4 separate regions of the Mus musculus genome follow, and regions 1, 3 and 4 are each linked to region 2. Evidence: chromatin contacts called from public HiChIP or PLAC-seq and promoter capture Hi-C data. All regions are on one chromosome and are shown on one strand. The core of a region is the stretch at or near the end of the contact, and the rest is flanking DNA. Distances in the headings are between cores, read along the strand shown. Region 1 holds the start of Manf (mesencephalic astrocyte-derived neurotrophic factor). Region 2 holds the start of Arih2 (ariadne RBR E3 ubiquitin protein ligase 2). Region 3 holds the start of Cish (cytokine inducible SH2-containing protein). Region 4 holds the start of Zmynd10 (zinc finger, MYND domain containing 10).

What was found. Promoter capture Hi-C pulls out the DNA fragments that hold promoters and counts their contacts. HiChIP or PLAC-seq counts read pairs in DNA pulled down with a chosen protein or histone mark. Capture Hi-C pulls out chosen DNA fragments and counts their contacts.
Region 1: a contact with region 2 is called in an H3K27ac HiChIP or PLAC-seq map of double positive thymocytes, with 7 times the contacts expected there. The contact joins the promoter of Manf here to the promoter of Arih2 in region 2. A contact is called at or near these places in 2 of 39 promoter capture datasets (erythroid cells and pre-B cells) and 3 of 115 datasets of contacts at active chromatin or transcription factors (astrocytes, double positive thymocytes and large pre-B cells).
Region 3: a contact with region 2 is called in a promoter capture Hi-C map of erythroid cells, with 12 times the contacts expected there. The contact joins the promoter of Cish here to the promoter of Arih2 in region 2. A contact is called at or near these places in 2 of 39 promoter capture datasets (erythroid cells and pre-B cells).
Region 4: a promoter capture Hi-C map of adipose tissue shows a contact between it and region 2, with 2.3 times the contacts expected there. The contact joins the promoter of Zmynd10 here to the promoter of Arih2 in region 2. A contact is called at or near these places in 2 of 115 datasets of contacts at active chromatin or transcription factors (regulatory T cells and thymic regulatory T cells) and 2 of 9 other capture datasets (adipose tissue and liver).

Annotation. Positions count from the first base shown.
Region 1 is chr9:106,889,501-106,894,263 of GRCm38.p6, reverse strand. It overlaps Manf (mesencephalic astrocyte-derived neurotrophic factor), which reads left to right and starts at 2,326. Exons shown (of 4, transcript NM_029103.4): 1 at 2,326-2,450; 2 at 3,066-3,193; 3 at 3,962-4,103. The coding sequence starts at 2,366. It overlaps Dock3 (dedicator of cyto-kinesis 3), which reads left to right. Exons shown (of 53, transcript NM_153413.2): 53 at 1-1,439.
Region 2 is chr9:108,646,553-108,651,189 of GRCm38.p6, reverse strand. Arih2 (ariadne RBR E3 ubiquitin protein ligase 2) reads left to right here and starts at 1,782. Exons shown (of 16, transcript NM_011790.5): 1 at 1,782-1,961.
Region 3 is chr9:107,293,396-107,298,357 of GRCm38.p6, reverse strand. It overlaps Cish (cytokine inducible SH2-containing protein), which reads right to left and starts at 1,699. Exons shown (of 3, transcript NM_009895.4): 1 at 1,324-1,699. The coding sequence starts at 1,343.
Region 4 is chr9:107,545,647-107,550,899 of GRCm38.p6, reverse strand. It overlaps Zmynd10 (zinc finger, MYND domain containing 10), which reads right to left and starts at 3,596. Exons shown (of 12, transcript NM_053253.4): 1 at 3,352-3,596; 2 at 2,992-3,100; 3 at 2,114-2,230; 4 at 1,967-2,020; 5 at 1,735-1,872; 6 at 1,532-1,620; 7 at 1,334-1,434; 8 at 853-1,025; 9 at 491-616; 10 at 281-402; 11 at 35-160. The coding sequence starts at 3,443. It overlaps Gm34106 (predicted gene, 34106), which reads left to right and starts at 63. Exons shown (of 2, transcript NR_168657.1): 1 at 63-203; 2 at 2,901-3,332. Nprl2 (NPR2 like, GATOR1 complex subunit) reads right to left here. Exons shown (of 11, transcript NM_018879.2): 11 at 5,194-5,253.

The DNA.
Region 1 (4,763 bases), core at 1,077-3,576, 1.8 Mb after region 2:
AGCCCTCCACTCCAAACCCATAGGGACTGCCCACCACTCAGGGTTCAGGACAGGCAGAAGGGCAGTTTTTCAAACCTCCCCAGTCTGTTAAGTAGGGCACAGTGGTGACTTTATAGGGAATTCTTTCATGTCAGGGCACTGACGTTACTCTTGGTATTATGGTGGGGGTATGGTAATATTTCACCAGGGTGCTTCTAAGTTACTTTTTAAAATAACTTGTCTTGAGGCAATTGTTTTCCTTTTATTTGCTTACATTCCCATCAGTGATGGCCATAAAACTGCCTTCTCCTTGATGAGCAGGTATGTTGCTCCCCTGTTCCCTTAACTAGTTGGCCTTCTGGCCTGCTATGGCCAAGTTCTGGCCCCAGCTGCTTATCCCTTCTCCACAATTCTTTCCAAACAGAAAAACCCATGGTCACAGTGTTTTTCTCTTAGAAACAAGTTTAATAGAACTGTCAGCAAATAACCTATAGGAAAAGAAAGAAGGCCCATTTCCGTTCACAGTATGTTGGGGCCCAGGTACCAACAGTGTAGGGCTTTCTGATACCCTCAGGATCATTCAGGCAGAGTGGAGACTGTTGAGGATGTAGGTAGGCCAATCCAATAGCCCCAGCACCAAGGGCACACACACCTGTTCCTGAGCCCAGACTCACTGGTAAGCTTGTTTCTGGACCGTCTGGGTTCACAGGTATGAGGGTCAAGTCTAGCTTGGGATGTGATTCTTAGGTAGGGCAGCTTTAGGTTTGTTTCCAGGCACGTCTGAACCTCAGTCCACGGAGGCAGCCAGTCATCACATGCAGACATCTCCTTTCTCCACTTGATGGCACAGGAGGTAGGGAGGGGAATGTAGGGTTAAGTTCCTTGACCTTGCTTTATGCAAAGTGAAATATATTTGTGTTACTTCTCTCCATTTTCCCCAACTGGATGAAATGGACCTATTCTGAATACTTTTTATTGAAAAACCAGCCAGTGTGAGGGAAATGGGAGGTCAGAGATCAGAATCCTTTGAAAAGATTGTGAAATACTGATTTTCATTGTTTAAAGCGTATTTGTAAATACCTATTTGAATGCTGTGTATTTGTACAGGAATTTGAGCAAAAAAATGTATAGAGTATGTCTAATTGGTAATAAGCCCTATAAATGTGTTTTTAACCTCTGGCATTCTGTGCTTATTTAAAACAAGAAAACTTCTAACCATTTCTTTTGTGTATTCATGTCTAAAGAAAAACTGACTTAAAATTATCTTACCTGTACCAGAAAAGTTAAAGAAAAAAATTTGTGCCAGTGTCCCAAGAGGCATTTTACTGTATATATTGTGGTAGCATGTTATAAATCCAACAAAAAATGTGACTTTTAGATGTAAATATCTGGCAACTGACTCCCCCACCTCCATCCCTTGACTGCTGTGATGTGAATTAAAGATGAATACCTGATATTGATCCACTGATTTCACTGAATGGGAGCATAAGTGCCCCTCTCAAACCCTTGTCGCCGGGCTCCAAGCCCTTTTAGCTCCAGATACTTTTCTGCACTTAGTCGGCCGCTCTCCATATTCCGCCTTCCAGGGCGAGTGGCCAAAGCCCTTGCACTTAGCATTAGGGCAGTCCAGGCGGTAATGTCTCCAGTTCCCATCCTCGTGTCTCCAAGAGTGGAGAACAAAACCTCCCAAGATCCCATGGCCTCCATTTGGAAGGTAGACCAACGCCTCTGCTCGCAGCCTTGCCGCGAGGTCCTCAGAGGCCCAGGACGGGAAACGACTAGGCAGGCCGAGACCTTTCGTTTAAGAGGTTCTGCCGTCTGACCCAGGTTAAAGCGGGGTCTGAGCAAGCCGGCGAATCAAAGTGGACGTTCCCCTTGATTGGCTCGGCAATCCACGTGGTAGTTCAAAACAAGGAACCGCTTCTGATCCATGCTCCCGCCGCCCATCCTACTGGCTATAGGGTGGCGCCAGAAATGCTGCTCTACGAGTCCGGGCGTCGGGAGGAGTGGGTGTGGAACCAAGACTCGGCATTCGGGTCGAGTCAATAGATTGAGAGGGTTCCGGGTAAGCAGCCAAAGCAGCTGCCCTAACCCAACATGGCGACCCGTGCACCTTCCCTCCGCACCCCTATGGACCGCCCAGGCTCAATCAGCAACCGACAACTGTCTAGGTCCCAGACAGCAGCAGCCAATGAGGGAGGGTAGCGTGGAGCCGCCGGTCTGGGCTCCTGGGCACGTGGACCAATGAGGATGCAGCATATGGGTGGGCGCGGGGATCGCACACCAATGGGAAGCTCAGGTTTCTGTTCCAGCCCACTAGGCGGAACACCGCGCCGGGTGCGGTTCATTCGCGCGGCGGCGGCGGTGGTGGAGACGGCTGAGGAGGATGTGGGCTACGCGCGGGCTGGCGGTAGCGCTGGCCCTGAGCGTGCTGCCTGACAGCCGGGCGCTGCGGCCAGGAGACTGTGAAGGTGCGGGGGACCGGATGGGGGCGGCCTGGCGGCGCTAAACCCAAGGAAAGCGAAAGGGTGGGAGCGACGGCCCGTCCCGGGGCTCCGCTGGAGAAAGGGCCTCACTTATTTCCCGGGCCTAGAGACGTTGACCCATTTAAGGGAACGCGTCGGTTCAGTAGCGTTAATAACTTGGCCGGAAGCCCACATCCCGGGAGTTTTTGTCTTCCCATCACTTTAGCGATTACAGGAAGGCATCCTGTGGGCCGCAACCGTCTCGGGGTTACTAAGCTGCACTTGGGGGTTCGATGTATTTGGAATGAGGAGCATTTTGATCATTTGCTTCAGCCTTCAATCTGTCCCTTATGAGGTCACAATGAGTTCCCTCAAGGACACGTGTCCACTCTAGACTTAAACTTGAAAAGAGCAGAGAGGGTTGTGTGTGGGTCACTTGGGTAATGTTCATTCCCAGCATGCAACTGGGTACAAGGACCCCAGCAACCTAAGGGCTCTGTGCACTTCTGAGTACCCGAGTTAAAAAAAAAAATTAATCCCTTCTAGCAAAACTGCTGACAGAGTTTTTTCCAGGGGAAATGGAGACTAATAATTACTTACCATCTCCTCCCTCTTTTCCAGTTTGTATTTCTTATCTGGGACGATTTTACCAGGACCTCAAAGACAGAGATGTCACATTTTCACCAGCCACTATTGAAGAAGAACTTATAAAGTTTTGCCGTGAAGCAAGAGGCAAAGAGAATCGGTTGGTAAGTAGCTGGTGACCCACCCAGCCTGTCCCTGGCTCTTGGGCACTGTCCACTTTGTGATGGGACTTGTATATATACTAATGTGAGGTTTAAGTGTTTTTATCCTCTATTTATTAAACATTGCTATAAGCTGAATATTGGTAAGACCAGGAGAGAAAATGACAGGCAACTGCAAGGCAGTGATGCCAGATGCCATGAAGGAAATAAGCTAGGAGAGTTGGTGGGTGGGAGCTGAGAGAGAAAGTAGTGGGTATCTACCTCTGAGGACAGGGAGTCAGTGAGGTGGAGTGAGCACAACTCAGGCAATGGGAGTGCCCAAAGACCAGAATGAATTTGGTGTGATTGGAACCAGAAGTAGTTGGCTAGGTGCCCCGAGATGGCCAGGGCCAAGTCAAGGTCAAGGACCCTGGCGGAGCATCAGCCTCTTGTAGCTTTAATTTCCATGGTAGTCTCTCATCGGAACTCTAACTCTGCAGCTGAGCATATATCAAGTGCCTCGGGCCTGGGACAGCTAGATCTGGGCAGACTAACAAACCGAAGCCTTGGCAAAGAGAGGTTTTCAAGGTGACCTAACAGTTGTCTGGAACTGGAGAGTTGGTTATGAATGTGTGCTGCTCTTGTGGAGGACCTGAGTTCAATTCCAGCATCCACAGCACCCTGCACTGCAGCTCCAGGGAACCTGATGCCTTCTGGCCTCTGACACATGCTCTCATGCATGCAGATTTTTTTCAAGGCTTTCATTTTGTTTTGTTTTGGTTTTTGCTGCAGTGCTACTACATTGGAGCCACAGATGATGCTGCCACCAAGATCATCAATGAGGTGTCGAAGCCCCTGGCCCACCATATCCCTGTGGAAAAGATCTGTGAGAAGCTGAAGAAGAAAGACAGCCAGATCTGTGAACTAAAATACGGTGAGTGTGACTCGGACCCTGTGCCTTCTACCATCTCTGCATACCCTTTCTGGACTTAACTTTCTAGCCAGAAGAGTCATCAAAAGCGGGTTTGTAGCATAAAGGATGATTCTCTGTGCTGCAGGGAACAGACTTGCGCATCGAACATAGGTGGAGGTCAAAGGGTGACTTAACATACTTTGAAGGATGAGGGTTGACCCAGAGGCCATCTGATAGAGCAGTGCAGATAGAGATTATAGATAGTGGTGGAGTACGTAGAGGTCAAGTTGGACAGAGCCTTGGGGGGAAATTTGGCTTTTAGTCTAAAAACTTGGGAGCTTTAGAAGTTTTTGAGCAGAGAAGTGATGTGGTGGGAACTTGAGTTCAACAGTCATGGCTCTAAACCCCAGGCGTGACAGTTACAGCATCACCATGGCAGAGCCCATCTGGTTGCACAGAATCCTAGTCTCGAGAAGAGCTAGGCCTCTCCTATAAAGTTTAAACGATGCCAGTGTTTACTGCACTAATGTTCGGGAATTTTGTACTTGTGTGAATTTGATTTGGTATCCTGGTTGGTTCTGGTGTCGGTTTGTTTGGGTCACGTGGGTTATGGAGTAAGTGTCTGACTCTGGTGCCTCTTGGGGAGGCTAGGGGTGTGTCTGCTCTGCTCAGCCTGGAGCT
Region 2 (4,637 bases), core at 533-3,032:
TCCTAGAACTCACTCTGTAGACCAGGCTGGCCTCAAACTCAGAAATCTGCCTGCCTCTGTCTCCCAAGTGCTGGGATTAAAGGCGTGTGTCACCACTGCCCAGCTACTTTTTTTGTTGTTGTTAAAGATAATTACTGATCATGTACCTCTGGCTGCCTTGTTGGGCAGCCTGGCACTTAGTATGTAGACCAGGTTGGCCTGGAACTTACTTTCTTTTTTTTTTTTTTTTTTTTTCTCTGTGCAGTCCTGGCTGTCCTGGAACTCATTCTGTAGACCAGGCTGGCCTTGAACTCAGAAATCCACCTGCCTCTGCCTCCCGAGGCCTGGAACTTTCAATGATTCCCCTAGCCTTTGCACCCCAAGTGCTATTCTTGTTCTAGCGACTTTCAACATTTGATTACCCCTGATTTTGATTCATGACCCAAATTTGTAGATATTTTAAGTAGATTGTGTGGCTGCACACATGTGAGTTTGTAAGTTTTAGGTCTGTACAGAGCTTCAGGTTATCCAGGGATATATAGTGAGAACTTTTCTCAAAAAAGAAAAAAAAATTTTTTTTTTAATTTTCTGTTTACAAGTATGTGTGTGCCGGAAGAGGTTCAAAGAGGGCTTCGGATCCCCTGGACATTATCAATAGTGGGCAAGGACCTCAGGTTTCTGGAGAGAACAGCAAGAGCTCTTAATGGCCCAGCCAACTCCCAAGTCTCTTCAGTTATATTTTTTCCAAGAATTACATAAAAGAGGCTATTACACGGTCTTTTTTCTTTCTGCCTCACTTTTCCGGGTGTCTTGAATACCAATACATACACTCCAGAAAAGGTAGAACTAGGTTATCTACAGATTTGCACGAACATTGATTTACCTCACAGTGCCTCTGGCTTCACTCCAGTAATTAACATCTCGATGGAGTTGCTACTTGAGCGAGCCTCCTATCAGTCCACAACAAGGCTTGGTGACCAGAACTTGGTGACTGGAGTCCTAATGCAGTCTATATCGTGGGTAGAAGTTGTGCAGCGAAACACTTACGATGTATGAATCTCTGGGTCTGGTAATCTAGCAAGGCAAACCAGCCTTGGCTATATAGTGAGTTGCTTCTAAATATAACCACACCAAACAAAAAATACCCGTCGTGAAGGTGAGTGGAAGTCGGAGAAGTGGGTGGCTAGGGGGATAGTGTCATGAGAAACTAAAGTCTGATTGCTCATGGGCCAGAACTTCCTCCTAACGTACGTAGAAATTCCGAGTATGGCTCATGTCAAACCATAGTTGCCCGGAAACTATGATCTTTTTAACCTACTCCAGTGTTGCCAGAATGTCTTCTCACGCTGTTCGTCAGAGTATAAACAGTGAAGTGGGTAGACGTCTGGTCAGGGGAAAAAAAAAAAAAAAAAGCTAAAAATACCTCATCTAAGGGTCTGATGGCTCAGTGGGTAAAAAGCGCTTACTGCCACGCCTGACAAGTGTTTGATCCTCGAAACCCACATGGTGGAAGGAGAAAAACTGCTCCCGGAAAATTGTCCTCTGACCTCTTCTGCACGCGAGCCGTGCGACACACACAAAATACACGCAAGAAAACCTAAAACTAACTATCGAATAAAGACACTGGTAGGCTATAACGCAGGAAACAAATTCCTACATCATTCCTTCAAAAGCGAACGCTCAGTAGTTCCTCCCAGGGGCTCTCGCTAGAGGATGGTGAGGAAGCGATTCCAACCGACTACGCAGTCGTCAGAAGCCTGGGAGCCTCCAGGGCGACCGCAGGTCGACCCCTACCGGAAGTGACGCGCGGCGCAGAACACTTCCGGAGCTGCGGGGGACGGCTCTGCCGGAGGAAGCTGCGCGGGCCTGAGCCGCGTCCGCCGGCTGCCTCCGCTGCCGCTACGCCTCCGTCAGCCTGGTTTGGTCTGGCTTGACCTGGTCCGGCCGGCCTGGGCTCTGCGGCCGCGAGGTCGCGGCTCCCGGTAAGTGCGCGGCGGGAGTCGAGGCCTTGTTTACTCTTGACTGGCCGCCGGGAGGGGGGGGATCCCCGCGCGTTTCGCCGGCGCGGTCCGGGCTCCGCCTTCGCCGCCGCTTGCGAGGCCGGGCCGTCCCAGGTCCCGACGTTCCCCGCCGACTGATAGGCACTCCCGGAGGCGACAGCCCGCGCCGGCGGGTGCCTGGCGTCTCTCCTGGGTTCCTCTTCCTCGTTGGCTCTTTAGCTCCCCGAGAGGTCGGAGGCCAGGGCCTCTGGCCCGCGAGGCTCGGGTGCGCTCGGGCCTGCCCTTCTGGGCGCTCCAGGCGAACGCACCGCCTCGGAGGCTCCCCGTTTCTCTGGTGGTTGGGAGCTTTGGCAGCGCCAGCCGCACTGTTTGTTAACGCCCGTCCTGGGAAAGGGCCTCCCCGCGCGTGGGTTCCGTGTCCGCGCGAAGACCGGGGCGCCTCGCAGAGACGTGCGACCGGTCACGCCCGACGCCACTGGTCTAGCCTCAAGAGAGGCGGTGGTGTTCTCGGACGAGCTCGCCTTAGTTCTTCTGTTTGTTACTCTGTCTCGTAGAACTTTCTGTCGGCGACGAACACGTTCTAGACCTTTGCTGTTCAGTATGGTAGCCATTAAGCCACACACGGCTTTCGTGTTGACATGTATGTAGTTAGTATATCTGAGAAACTACATTTGACTTTTTAAAAGTAAACTAACTTTCAATAACTCCATGTAATCGGCGGCTACCTGCCATTATTAGGACAGATGCGGTGTCGAGTTGGTTGTTTTTAGACAGTGTCTACATAGTCATGGCTGTCAAGGAACTCACTGTGTAGACTGGGCCGAACTCGAACTCACCTGCTTCTGCCTCTCAAGTGCTGGCATTGAAGGCTTGCACTACCACGCCCGGGATGCTGCTGAGTTTTTAAACAAGTTGCTGATTCATATTTTTCAGCCAAGAAGTTTTCTTCGAAATGTAGTTAATAAATGACTACTGAGGGCCAAGTGTTACAACTGGAGTTAAACATCTGTGCGACTAGCCAATTTTTTTGTGTTCCTGTCAACTTCAAACTAAAAGGTCTTTATCCTTTTGTATGTGGCCATGTCTTGGAAACCAGCTCAAAATGAGTGGCAGGTTTTTTTGAAGATGACTTTAACTCTTGGAAAAAGTACTAATTTTGTACCATTTCTCTCTGAGATAGTCATATTTAACATCTTGAATACTTTGACATTAAGAAAATAACACATTGGCCCTTTGAACAAAGTCAGGATTCAGTTTTCTTGCGTGCTTTATTTTGAGACAGTGTCTCCCACTTTTTTTTTTTTTTTTTTTGAGACAGGGTTTCTCTGTATAGCCCTGGCTGTCCTGGAACTCACTCTGTAGACCAGGCTGGCCTCAAACTCAGAAATTCACCTGCCTCTGCCTCCCAAGTGCTGGGATTAAAGGCGTGCGCCACCACGCCCAGCCAGTGTCTCCCACTTTTGATCCTCCTGCTGACACTCCTAAGTTGGGGATCCCAGAATGTGCCACTAAGCTCAGCAAGGCCAGCCTTCCTTCAGGAATCTCTTAACAGAGCCTAATGGTGTCACTCACCTTTAGTCTGGCCATTTAGGAAGCTGTGCTCTTGTGAGTTTGAGGACAGACATCATCATAGTGAGACCTTGTATCAAAAATATGTGTGTTTATAAAATTTTTATTTTAAAAAAGCTTTATTTAGATCTGAATCTAGAACACCAGGAAGTATATGAAACAGTCAATTCTTTTAAAGAACCTGGATTCCCATCTACTTGGTTATTTGGTTGGTGAAAAAGCTGTGAGCCATGTTCTCGACAGATCCTAAGGAGAAATCAGAATTTGAAAGGGTATGCTCTTTAGTTAGTGAGATTTCTGTAGCTTTAAATCAGGCCTCCTGAGAGTGATGGCTAGAATCTGCTTAGAATGGAATTCTGATGCTGCCTCTGCTAGTTGACTTTGTATGATCCTAGGCAAGATACTTCAGCATTATCAATCCCAGCTTCATTTGTAAGCCTCTGTTTGAGACAGCATCTCACCATGCAACTCATTGAATTTACCAGTCTGGAATTAAAGGTGTAGATTTGCACCACCTCACCTGGCCATTGTAAGCCCATTCCCCCCCTCTTACCCCCCCCCTTTTTTTTTCCTTTCCCCCTCCGTAGCCCTGGCTGTCCTGGAACTAGCTCTGTAGATCAGGGTGGCTTCAAACTCAGACCCACCTGCTTTTGCCTCCCTGGTGCACTACAATGTCTGGCTATTCCATTATTTGGGAAATAATTTTCCATGCTATTTGTTCAGACTTTGATCTTTAATTTTGTATTTTCCTATCTATAATCAAAGTATTCTTTGGTAGTTATAAGCTCTGGTTGCCCAAGAAATCCTAAAGAAACGCAATAGACATGAAAAAATTAATATTTTACAAGTCTTGGATAGTAGGATCCATGTGTCTAGAAAAACCAGGTGGCCTTTGTAATATGAGGTGACTGGGTATGGTAGCATGTTTACCACTCTAGAGTCAGTGGGACCTGATAAATGAGAGAGACAAAAGTTTCATTAAATAACCAACTTTATTCAGAGCATTTATACTCTGAATAATTTATACTCTGAGGGTTAAGAGAAACCATATGAGTAAGATCACAAGGACCAGCCAAATGTGGATAGTTT
Region 3 (4,962 bases), core at 450-2,949, 1.4 Mb after region 2:
GGTATAGAATGACGATGCTAATCCCCAAATGTTGCTGGGAGGGACTAAATATCTAGGGAGGGGTGTGTCTGCCACTGTGTCATCACGGTGGGGGTGAGGACTGGTGTGTTCCAAGAACCTGTGTGTGCATGTCTTGGAGTCTAGCCATGAAGTTCCACCTGAGAACACATGCCAATAAGATGAGCCGAGCCAAGGGAGGCTGGGATACATGGGCTTGTTAAACAACTTGTTTCCCCAATACCCCAACACTGCTCCTGAGGTTCCCATGGGCCTTCAATTAAGGCAAAGTCAAAGAGGCTCTGGGGACCCAGAATGGAGAAGTGGGGGCACCCAAGAAAGGAAGGCAGGGTGCAGGGAACTGCCGAAGAGTCCGAAAATTCAGAGAATAAAAGAACATGGTAGGAACTACTAGGGAATACAGTCTTCTCAACAGCTCCATGAATGTCCTCTTCCTGGGACTCAGAGCTGCTTAGAGCAAGGGCATTTCAGCCTGGCCCCACCTTCCACCCTTCCTCACTTGGTACCATTCCCATGTCAGTTATAACAATTACTACTGGATCACAGATCTCCCTGGATTTGTCACACACACACACACACACACACACACACACACACACACACACACACACACCTCTCTTCTTGGGTTTTCCTGAATTCCTGACCGATCAGTGTTTGAAGGGGACGCTGAAAGCTAGGGTAAACAGGTGTTCCGAGTACACTCTACCGAAGCCAAGACTTTGTTTTATTAAAGCCCCACTTTCACCATGGTCCCATATTCCATGTCAACGGGAAACCTTGGAGAAGGCAGGCTGAAGTCTTTATCACACTGAGACATCAATCTGAGCTAAGAGACGGAGTGGGGTGCTCCTAAGGGGTGTTGTTTATTAGGCGCCGGCCTGGGAAGAGTCAAAGACCTCAGGCTGGCTTCCTAAGAACCTAATCGCTGACCTGGGACGGAGGAATGAACTTCTGAACACAGAGGGATCTAAGGGCTGGCTCAAGGTCACCGACAGGTACGGAGCCAGAAGGCTAGGTAAACTATGAGCTCAAATTGAGTCTAGACTTGTGAGCCCCGTCCTGGAGAACCTCTTACAGTTGGCGCTAGTGAAATCTCAGGAATGGGGGCTCCTCCCACCGTTCGCGGGCTCCGTTTCCCTATCCATACGAAGTGTGTGTGGGTATCCTAGGCACACCACTCGAAGTCCTTTAGCCCTCCATCACCTCCAGTCGGTCAAGCCCTCCCAAATCCCGCAGCTAACTCGAGGCCTGTGATCTTCCATATCTCCCGCATGGAGCCTAGGTAGGGAAAAAAACTGAGCTTACCCCTGTACGCAAAGGACCATGTCCCAGAGACAACGGCGGCTCGAGAGTCGGAGTTCGGCGGGATGGAAGGAGAAAGGAGCCAATGGGTGCCAGGGGTGCGAAGGTCAGGGTCCCGGGGCACACGGGCGGCGAGCAGGGACTGAAAGGCTGTGGTGCGAACAGCTTGGAAGGACGAGGGGGGACGGGCTGGGCCGGTGGGGCGGGGCCAGGCGCCTCCTAATCTTTTGTCCGCTGCGTCCCAGCCCTTCCCGGAAGCCTCATCTTCCTAGAACCGCGGGCTTTGCGGCGGCCCGGAGGGGAACGGGGGTGCAGGCGTCTAGTGCTTTGGACCGAGAAAGGAAACACCTTTGACAGATTTCCAAGAACTTTCCAGGAAAACTGGGCGGGAGCTCCTAGAGTTGACCAATCGTATCGCTGGACGTGAGACGAGCATCTAGACCGACCTATTGAAGTGCAGGGACCCTGAACTGACGTGCCCGAGTGGGGCGGGACCTAGAGACTAGTAGGCAAAAGACTGGGTTGGGGACAAGTTAAGAAGGAATGTGGATGCAACTGGAGACCAGATTGTCTTCCCTCTACTTCTTTGGGGATGGGTGCGCTTATCCCCCCCCCCCTAGAACTACAGCGCGGGGGCAGGGTCGGGCCGGTCCTCTTAGCCAGCCGCTTCTAGTTTATCGGACGTTGTCTCTGGCGGCCGTGGTCTCGCTTATTGCAGGACACTGTGTGAGAAGGTGGGTGGTGTGCTGTGAGATCTGGAGAAAGACTTAGGGAGAGGCCTGGAGCCCTGAAGAGGACGGAAGAACTAAGGAGGTCCACTGTGGCCACTACAGCTAAAAGAGTTCAGGTTACATCTAATCTTTTGTAATCAAATGATCTCATCCCTTCTTTGCCTAATCTCTGAGTGGACCGACAGTTGGGGAAATTACCCTCTTGAGTCAGTAAACAGAGATAGTCAGCTCCCAGACAGCCCTGTCGATGGCTTGTTTGTTTTTGTTTTAAAATTGAATTCAGACTACCTTGGAGCTCAGTTTGTAGACCAGGCTGGCCCCAAACTTCTGAGTACAGGTTTACAATGTGAACTTATAGGCTAAGTCACCATATCTGGTTTACCAAGGAGCTGTAGGGTCTATGTGATCTCCCTCCACATCCACGGTTCAGGATATGGGGAGATAAGATCTGGAGAACCAGTACACCCACTCCTTCCACACACGTCACACCACCCACGTTCCTCAGAAAGGGTAGCTATAAGATTCTTGGCAGCGATGACAGGCTTCTGGCAGTGTCTAGAATCTGAGTATAGTGACTGGGCTTTCCCCAGCCCAGGCTAGGCTCTGGGTGCCCCACCCAAGATAGAGAGCTAAAGATAAAACCCTGTGAAAAGGAAGGAGTTCTTAGGGAAGATAAGAGATTACTCCAAGGGACTCAGTTCCCCGTAGGTGCCCTGGAGGGGAAGTTAAGTGTAACCCAAGCAGGGCTCCCAGAATACAGCAAGAAGCCAGTTTCTTGGAATATGGGTAGGATGGAGTAGGAGTACTCTGAGAACATGGGATCCCTGTATGTATGCATACTAACTCTTCAGTAGAAACTGTCTGTTGCCGCTTTGCTATGAAGATACGGGGGATTTCACAGGTGTCATGCAACAGAGCTGTGGTTTTCTTTTTATTTACTTACCCTTTCCTTTCCTTTCCTTTCCTTTCCTTTCCTTTCCTTTCCTTTCCTTTCCTTTCCTTTCCTTTCCTTTCCTTTCCTTTCCTTTCCTTTCCTTTCCTTTCCTTTCCTTTCCTTTCCTTTCCTTTCCTTTCCTTTCCTTTCCTTTCCTTTTTTTCCGAGACAGGGTTTATTTATCTTTGTAGCCTTGGCTGTCCTGGAACTCACTATGTAGACCAGGCTGGCCTTGAACTCACAGAGATCTGCCTGCCTCTGCCTCCTGAGTGCTGGGATTAAAGATGTGTGCCACCACTGCCTGGCATGATTTTCTTTTTTAAATTGTGTGTGTGTGTGTGGTGTGTGTGGTGTGTGTGTGTGTGTGCGCGCACGTGTGTGTTTTCATGTGTTTGTAGCCACAGTATTCACACAGAGTCAGAGGATAACCTGAGGGAATTGAGGGAACCACTTCTCCCAGTCCACTCTGTGGGTCCCAGGGCCCAAAGTCAGGTTGTCAGGTTAGTGGCAAGCACCTTGATCTGTGGATCTCTTTCGCTGGACCCCAGAGCTGTGATTTTGAACTTGGATCTACCCCTTTCAAGTGGGCCTACTGAACACTTACCTTGTGCCAGACACTCAGCAAATCCTAGCTTCACCTTGCCCTCACAGCTACCACAGATAATGCTGCCTTGTACGTGAGGAAACTAAGACACGGCTTCCAGTGTGCCTTGGGGAGAGAAGTGTTTGGTTCTCCAGTAGTCTTTTGTGAAGTTGACAGTGTTAGACATCCCACCTACGACGTGCTGGGAACCATGATGTGCCCTGTTTTGCCCAAGCTACCTGCCCACTTGTTTCATTCAAGTTTTGTGAATGCCTCTGGCCATTTCCTTACTACTGGCTCTATTTCCTGACTACGCCCCTTGAATGGACCCCTCCCTGACTGCTGGGCCCACACTGCCACCCAGTGGCGATCCTTCCTAAGACCTCACTAGCCAACTAGAGAATAGAGAATTCTTCCCAGTGCACTCAGGCACTTCATGAATTACTGTTGCTGCAGGACACTCCTGCCCCGTTCCCAGAATAATGATGGATCACAAGAATGCACAGCAATCTAGATAGCCTCGGTATATGGCTTCTATCCTTTCATCATGAGCAGGTTGCCTTTCATCAAAAGGCAGATGTGGTGGGGAGGAGGGAGTTCCCTCCATCAGCACTTTACTGCATCGTCTATTTGCTCACCATAAGCTACTTCAAAGGCCTCAGTCCCTGTTCCTTTGAACACCCAACTATTACTGTTACTGTTACTATTACGAAGGGCTAAGTGCCAGAGTCTGCTGTCATGAACCCAACTTGCCCAAACCCAGCATACTATGTTCTGAATCTCTACAACAGTGTGAAGGGGACATGATTCCAGATGGTTGCTACAGCATAAGCATTGAGAGGAAACTACATGTTCTGATTTTTCTGGGTCAAATGAACAGCTGGAAAAACCTCTGTTTATAATTGGTATGGGAACTATGTGTGTTTGTATAATCACAGACATTTACATTTATAATTTGATGATGATGATGATATGTGTGTGTATGCATGAGTGTGCACACAGGCATGCATGGCACAGTGTGAGTGTGAATGCAGAGGTTAGAGGGTGACTTTATAGAGTCTATTCTTTCCTTCTTTGCATAGATCCTAAGGGTTGAACCTAGATAGGTTCCTGGGCTTATGTAGGACATGAGCATTTGCTCACTGAGCCATCTCTCCAGCCTGGAAGGGCATTTTTTTAAATGGGACTACTTACTTTTTATACTTCAGTATGGTTTGAACACTTGCAACAAGCAAATTTGACCTCTTTGAATATATATTTTTTAAACTACACGCAGTGTATGGTGGCTCACACCTATAATTATAACACTGGAGAGGTTGAGGCAGGAAGGTCAGGCGTTGAAGGCTATCCTTGTCTACTCAGTGAGTTTGAGGTTAGCCTGGGCTTAAATAATC
Region 4 (5,253 bases), core at 2,347-4,846, 1.1 Mb after region 2:
TAGGGGGGCAACTAAGGTCCCAGGATCGCCTCACCTGCAGCAATACCACACATTCTGGCATCTGGAGCAGCGCTTGGAGGCCTCTGCGTTGCAGTAGCCGCAGCGGGGCCTCTCCGGAGCTACTGCCTCTAGGACATCCAGCCTGTAGGTTTCAGCCCACCTGGGGGAGGAGTCGAGAAGAGCTGAATGGACGGACCGGGCAGGTAGGTGCACAGAAGCACTAGGTGACCTTCCCTCCTTGGTCCTATGCACGTGACTTCAGCCACTCAGTGGACTTTACCTCTGTGCTTGTTGACGAAGATCCTTCTCCGAGAGGCTGAATACGTGCTGAAGCTGGTGCTTGGCGATAGCCTGCCATTTCCCTTTGTTCTCTCTCTCCAGGCGATCCCAGATTTCTGGGATCTAAAAAAGTGTAATGGAGACAGGGAGGAAGGAGCCGGAAAAGTGGACCACCGTCCCAAGCACTCCCAAGCATGTTCTAGGGCCTTACCTGTTCTAACACTAGGTCCTTCTTAGGGGGCTGGGTTTCAGCCAGGGACAGGTGGGCCAGGAAACCCTTCAGATCGGCAAGATTGGGCAACTGGTCGAGTAGTGTGTCAGTGAGGAAGGCCTGAAGCTGCAAGAGATCCAGGGAAGGCCATTGAGAAACTAACTGTTCCTAGCCAGAGGGCCAAGAGACAGGAAGTCCTGAAATTGGGCTGAGCGTCCTTGGAGGGTTTGCATCTTACCAGCTCCCCTGTCGATGCCTGAAGCCCAAGTTGTGGAAAGGGGACAGGGACAGGCCAGGATGCCCTGGGGGGTGGGTCTGGGCAGGGGGGCAGTGGGGCTGGGCGGGGTCATTGAGTTCTCCACCTTAAGCAGCTGTCCCTTGGCAAAGCTTGTAAGGCAGTAACGGGCTCGGGCCTCAGGGCTGAGCAGTAGATTGTACAGGGCGATCCATACTTGCCCATCCAGTTTATTCAGCTTTTGCTGCTCTGAGGGGGCCACCGTCTGCCATCGGCCACTCTCAAAATGCTGCAGCTTGCCTGGGGGAGGAGAAGGAGCCCACCGGATGCCGGTGGGTGTTGTGTTATCTTTGAGAGTGTGTGGTCCGGAGGACTGTCCACCACTGCCTGGCAAGGTTAGAAAGCCTGGGCCACCAGACGTCAGAACAAGGTGGAGTCTTCAACAAATGGTTCACAGGACTTGTCTGCCTCAGAGTCAAACTCTAGTCCCATCTCGGGTGAGGTATCCCAGAATCCTAAATGTGTACCCTGTACCCTTCACACTGATCCTGAAGGGTGTTCTGGAAGCAGCCAGTTACATCTTAGGCAAATGGGAGGGGGAGCCTTACCTCCTACCCGCCGGCTCCAGGGACTGTGCTCCAGCAGTTCCACCAAGAGGCAGGGCAAGTTGTGAGTCCTGAGCATGCGGTTCAGTGTGCTCAGGGAAAGGCTAGAGGTAGGGTAGAAGGGTGGTCAGCAGAGGCCACGGGCCAGGACACACAGCCCCTTGTTGTGTGCTCGCCCCCGGGCCTTGGAGGGTGGCCCACCTATCCACGCAGTCTGTGATGTAGCGAAGCACCGAGAGGGCTTTCAGGGATATCTCAAATTCCATCATCTCCGCCTGCTTTTGCAGCTCCTGATGGTGCGGGAGAGGGGGGTAGGGGCACAGGCACATAGCATTCACCCTGCCTGTGGAGGCTGGAGAGAACTCACATCGAGATTTTGTTAAGTCCAGGAAACCGTAGCTTACTTGCATAGGGGTACTGTCCTGGAACTGTTCTTCTTCAGACAGGTCACCACCGCCTTTCCGGGCCACTAGCAGTATCAGCTTGCGGTGGCAATAGTCTACTAGGTCCAAGACCTTGTCATCAGCTGACTCACACACCTCCTGGGGGGGTTCAGGGAGGGGATATTTCTGGGGTTCGATGCCCTCCCCGGCCGACATAGCCCACCAGGCTCAGGCCTGCAGAGTAGTGTCTCACCTTGTGGAAGAACACTGTCTCTAGGAGATTGATGATGGAGGCCTCATGGTGTACCTGTCGAAGAGGACGGGGCTGGGCTGAGAGGGAGAGACAGGGACTGGCTGTTAGCTATCTTTCTCGGCTCAGGACTCTGAGGGCCCAGCTCACCACCATGTATATGGGGAAGGTATTCTGGGGCTTGAAGTCCTCCAGCCGGCACAGCACAGGGAAAACCTTCTGTTTCCACATCTCCACCGCAATCAGCTCCTCCACCAGCGTTGGGATCTGCGGAGGACGGGGGAGAAGCAGGGGTGAAATGGCCCTGCCTTGGTCCCTCAGCTTTCCTGTCCCAGCTTTAGCCTGTCTTAAGTCTCCAACTCTCTTGGGTTTCCTCTGAATGGCCTTTACTGCCATTGCCCTCTTGCACCTTACCCCACCCTCCGTCCAGGGATACCCCACTTTAGGGCAGCTCTGCTCTTCCTGTCCTTATTCTGGTCTTTGTCACCTGGCCTTACTCTTACTTCAGCCCTTTACTGAGCCCTGTTCCTAGACCAATCCCTGCTACCCAGCTCTGCCTTTCTCTTGCAGGAGAACTAGGGCCGCCCTTGGCCCAGCCTCCAGCCAGGCATCTTTCCCGGCTTCTACTTTCTCCTAGTGTGCTACCTTCCCCATTTGGAAAGCCTCACTTCCTCCTTAGAGAGGATCTCTTTGGCCTTACAGTCAATTCAGGCTCATGTCAGCACTTGAGCACTCCCCCTGGAGCCTAGGATCCATGGCTCCATCCACTCTCGCATCCACTGAGGGTACAATAGGAAATGTAGCCAGCCAGGTACAGCGAGGCATGCCTGCAGCCCCGGCACTTGGGAGGCAGACACAGTTAGGCTAATGGCCATCTGGGCTACAGATCAACACCTTATCTCAAAATAAAACAAACATATTTTTCTTTCCCACTTAGGTGTACCAGGCCTGAAGGAAGAACAGGTGCTGCCTAGTGTCCCCAAGAGGTACAATAGAAGGCAGGAATCCTGCCTGGGACCTGGACGTACCTTCCCATGGTTGATTAGCAGTTCCTGGATGGGCTCAGCCTGGCTGATAGTTGCATCAAGGATGGCTTGCATGTTCAGCTTCTCCAGGCTCTCATGCTGCTTATTCCACCTGCCCCCGAAGGGATGTATGTACATTGGGTGACCAGATGTGCAACGGGAGTGAGGGTGGGGTTGGATCCTACTGAAGACTACCATGATCCTGTCCTGGGGCCAGAGGGGCACGGGGGCCATACGCTTCTATCTCAGAGAGCTTTGCCTACCCACCTGGAGGCCCCTCCACACTGGCAACCCCTTCTCCAATGTCAGTTCCAAGCTCCTCCACTAAAAGACCAGTGACTCCACCTGTGGCGGCTGCCTCACCCTTCAGAGCCCATCTCCCGAAGCTGGAAGCTGCGCAGGCCCCGCACCAGCACCTCAGCCTCCCCAGGCAGCAGCAGTTCCAGGTCACCCATGCCAGGGGCTAAGATTCCTTTGGTTTTGGGAAGCAACCCGAATAGGGAAAACTGAAACACTTAGGACTACAGAGTCCAGCGGTAGGACCAAAGTCTTGGGACAGGGCAGTTGCCAAGCCGTTGAAGCGCTTGAGTCGTCGTCGCCATGGAAACGAGGGAGCTTGGCGCCTGCGTAGTTTTGTCTCGATACCGCTCTTGCCACGCCTACCTCACCGCCAATAAGCAGCCCCAGATGCCAGACCCACTCGCCACACCTCCCCAGGGCTTGCACAGCTGTGAGTGTGCAACTCCTGCAGCTGCACTGTCTTAGCCCCTCAATAGGGTAGCTACCGCGGTCTCAGCAGCTGAGTCTTTCAGTTTTTCGTTTTTATGACATAGGCTGGCGTGGAACTTCCTATTTATACCGAGCTGGCCTTCAAATCAAAGGGTTCCACTGGCCTCTGTGTGCTCTGTCTTTCTAGTGCTGAAATTAAGGCATGCGTTACCAGGCTCAGGCCCGCAGCCAGGAGTCCTAATGATGTGCACCTAACATACCTCCCTCCAGAATGGCGCTGGCTCCCAAAATACCAGACCACAGCGGCTTACCAGGAAGAACCTTCCTCCCGCCCTCTCTCCTACCCACGTGCTTCATTTTTTTTGTCCCATTCTCTTTTATTTTAAAAACGTTTGTGTGTGAGCCATCTCCCCAGAACCCCATCCTCTCTTTGAGATGGATTCTCATTATATAGCCAAGACCGACACGGAGCTCGCTATAGAGCCAGGGCTGGTTTAAGCTTTCCTTCTTCTTGGTCGGCTTCCCCAGTGTTGTGGATTGAGGCGTGCACCACCGTGCTTGTTTTCCACGTCCCAACCTCATGAGCTTTCCCTGAGTTCCTCCTACAGGCTTTCTGAGACAGGGTTTGACTATGTCAGCCAGGCTGGCTTTAACTCTGTATAGTCCAAGCTGTCTTTGAACTAATTCACTTGTGTCAGCCTCCTTAGTGTTAGCATCACAAGCATGCGCCACCATGTTTGGGCCCTTGCCTTATTTCTTCTGGAATAGTCTTACTCCTTCAAGGCTCAGTCACTCAGATCCTCCTTGGCCATCTAATACAGAGCAATTTTTGCTCCTGTCCCAATATATTATATCCATCTTACCTGATTCTAGTTCTTTCGGTTTATAGGCCAGAGCAGTGCTCATAGCTGAGAACTTGCCTGTCTAGCATGCACAGAGCCTTGGCTTCAGTCCCCAGGACTGCATACGTGGGGTGTGGGAACATAAATCTATAATCCTAATTAACTAACTCAGGAGACCAAGGCAGGAGAATCAGAAGTTCAAATCAGGAAGTTCCAGGCCACTCTGTGCTTTATAACAGCCCGTCTTAGCTCCACCTCGTACTGACCGCCAAAAAATAAAAATAAAAAAACAAACAAACAAAAAGTTAAAAATCTAAGTGTGGCCAGGCATTCCAGCGCCCACCTTTAATCCCAGCACTCAGAGGCAGAGGTAGTCAGCTCCCTGACTGAGTAGGCCAGCCTGGGCTACGTAGTGAATCCCAGGACAGCCAGAGTTACATAGTGAGACTTTGTCTCAGAAAAATCAACCTCCTTCATCCCTCAAAACCCAAAACAAACCAACCAATCAACAAACAAAAACCTTCAGCCTGTTTGACATTTTTGCCCACTAGATGGCGCTCCAGCCAGCCCAGGCCAGTTGGCATGGCTTTCACATTCACTGGTCTTTAGTTGTTGGCTGAAGCAGTACTCAATATTCCACAGGATGAAACACATAACTTTATTTACAAAACCGAGTCTCACCCTCCAGACCATA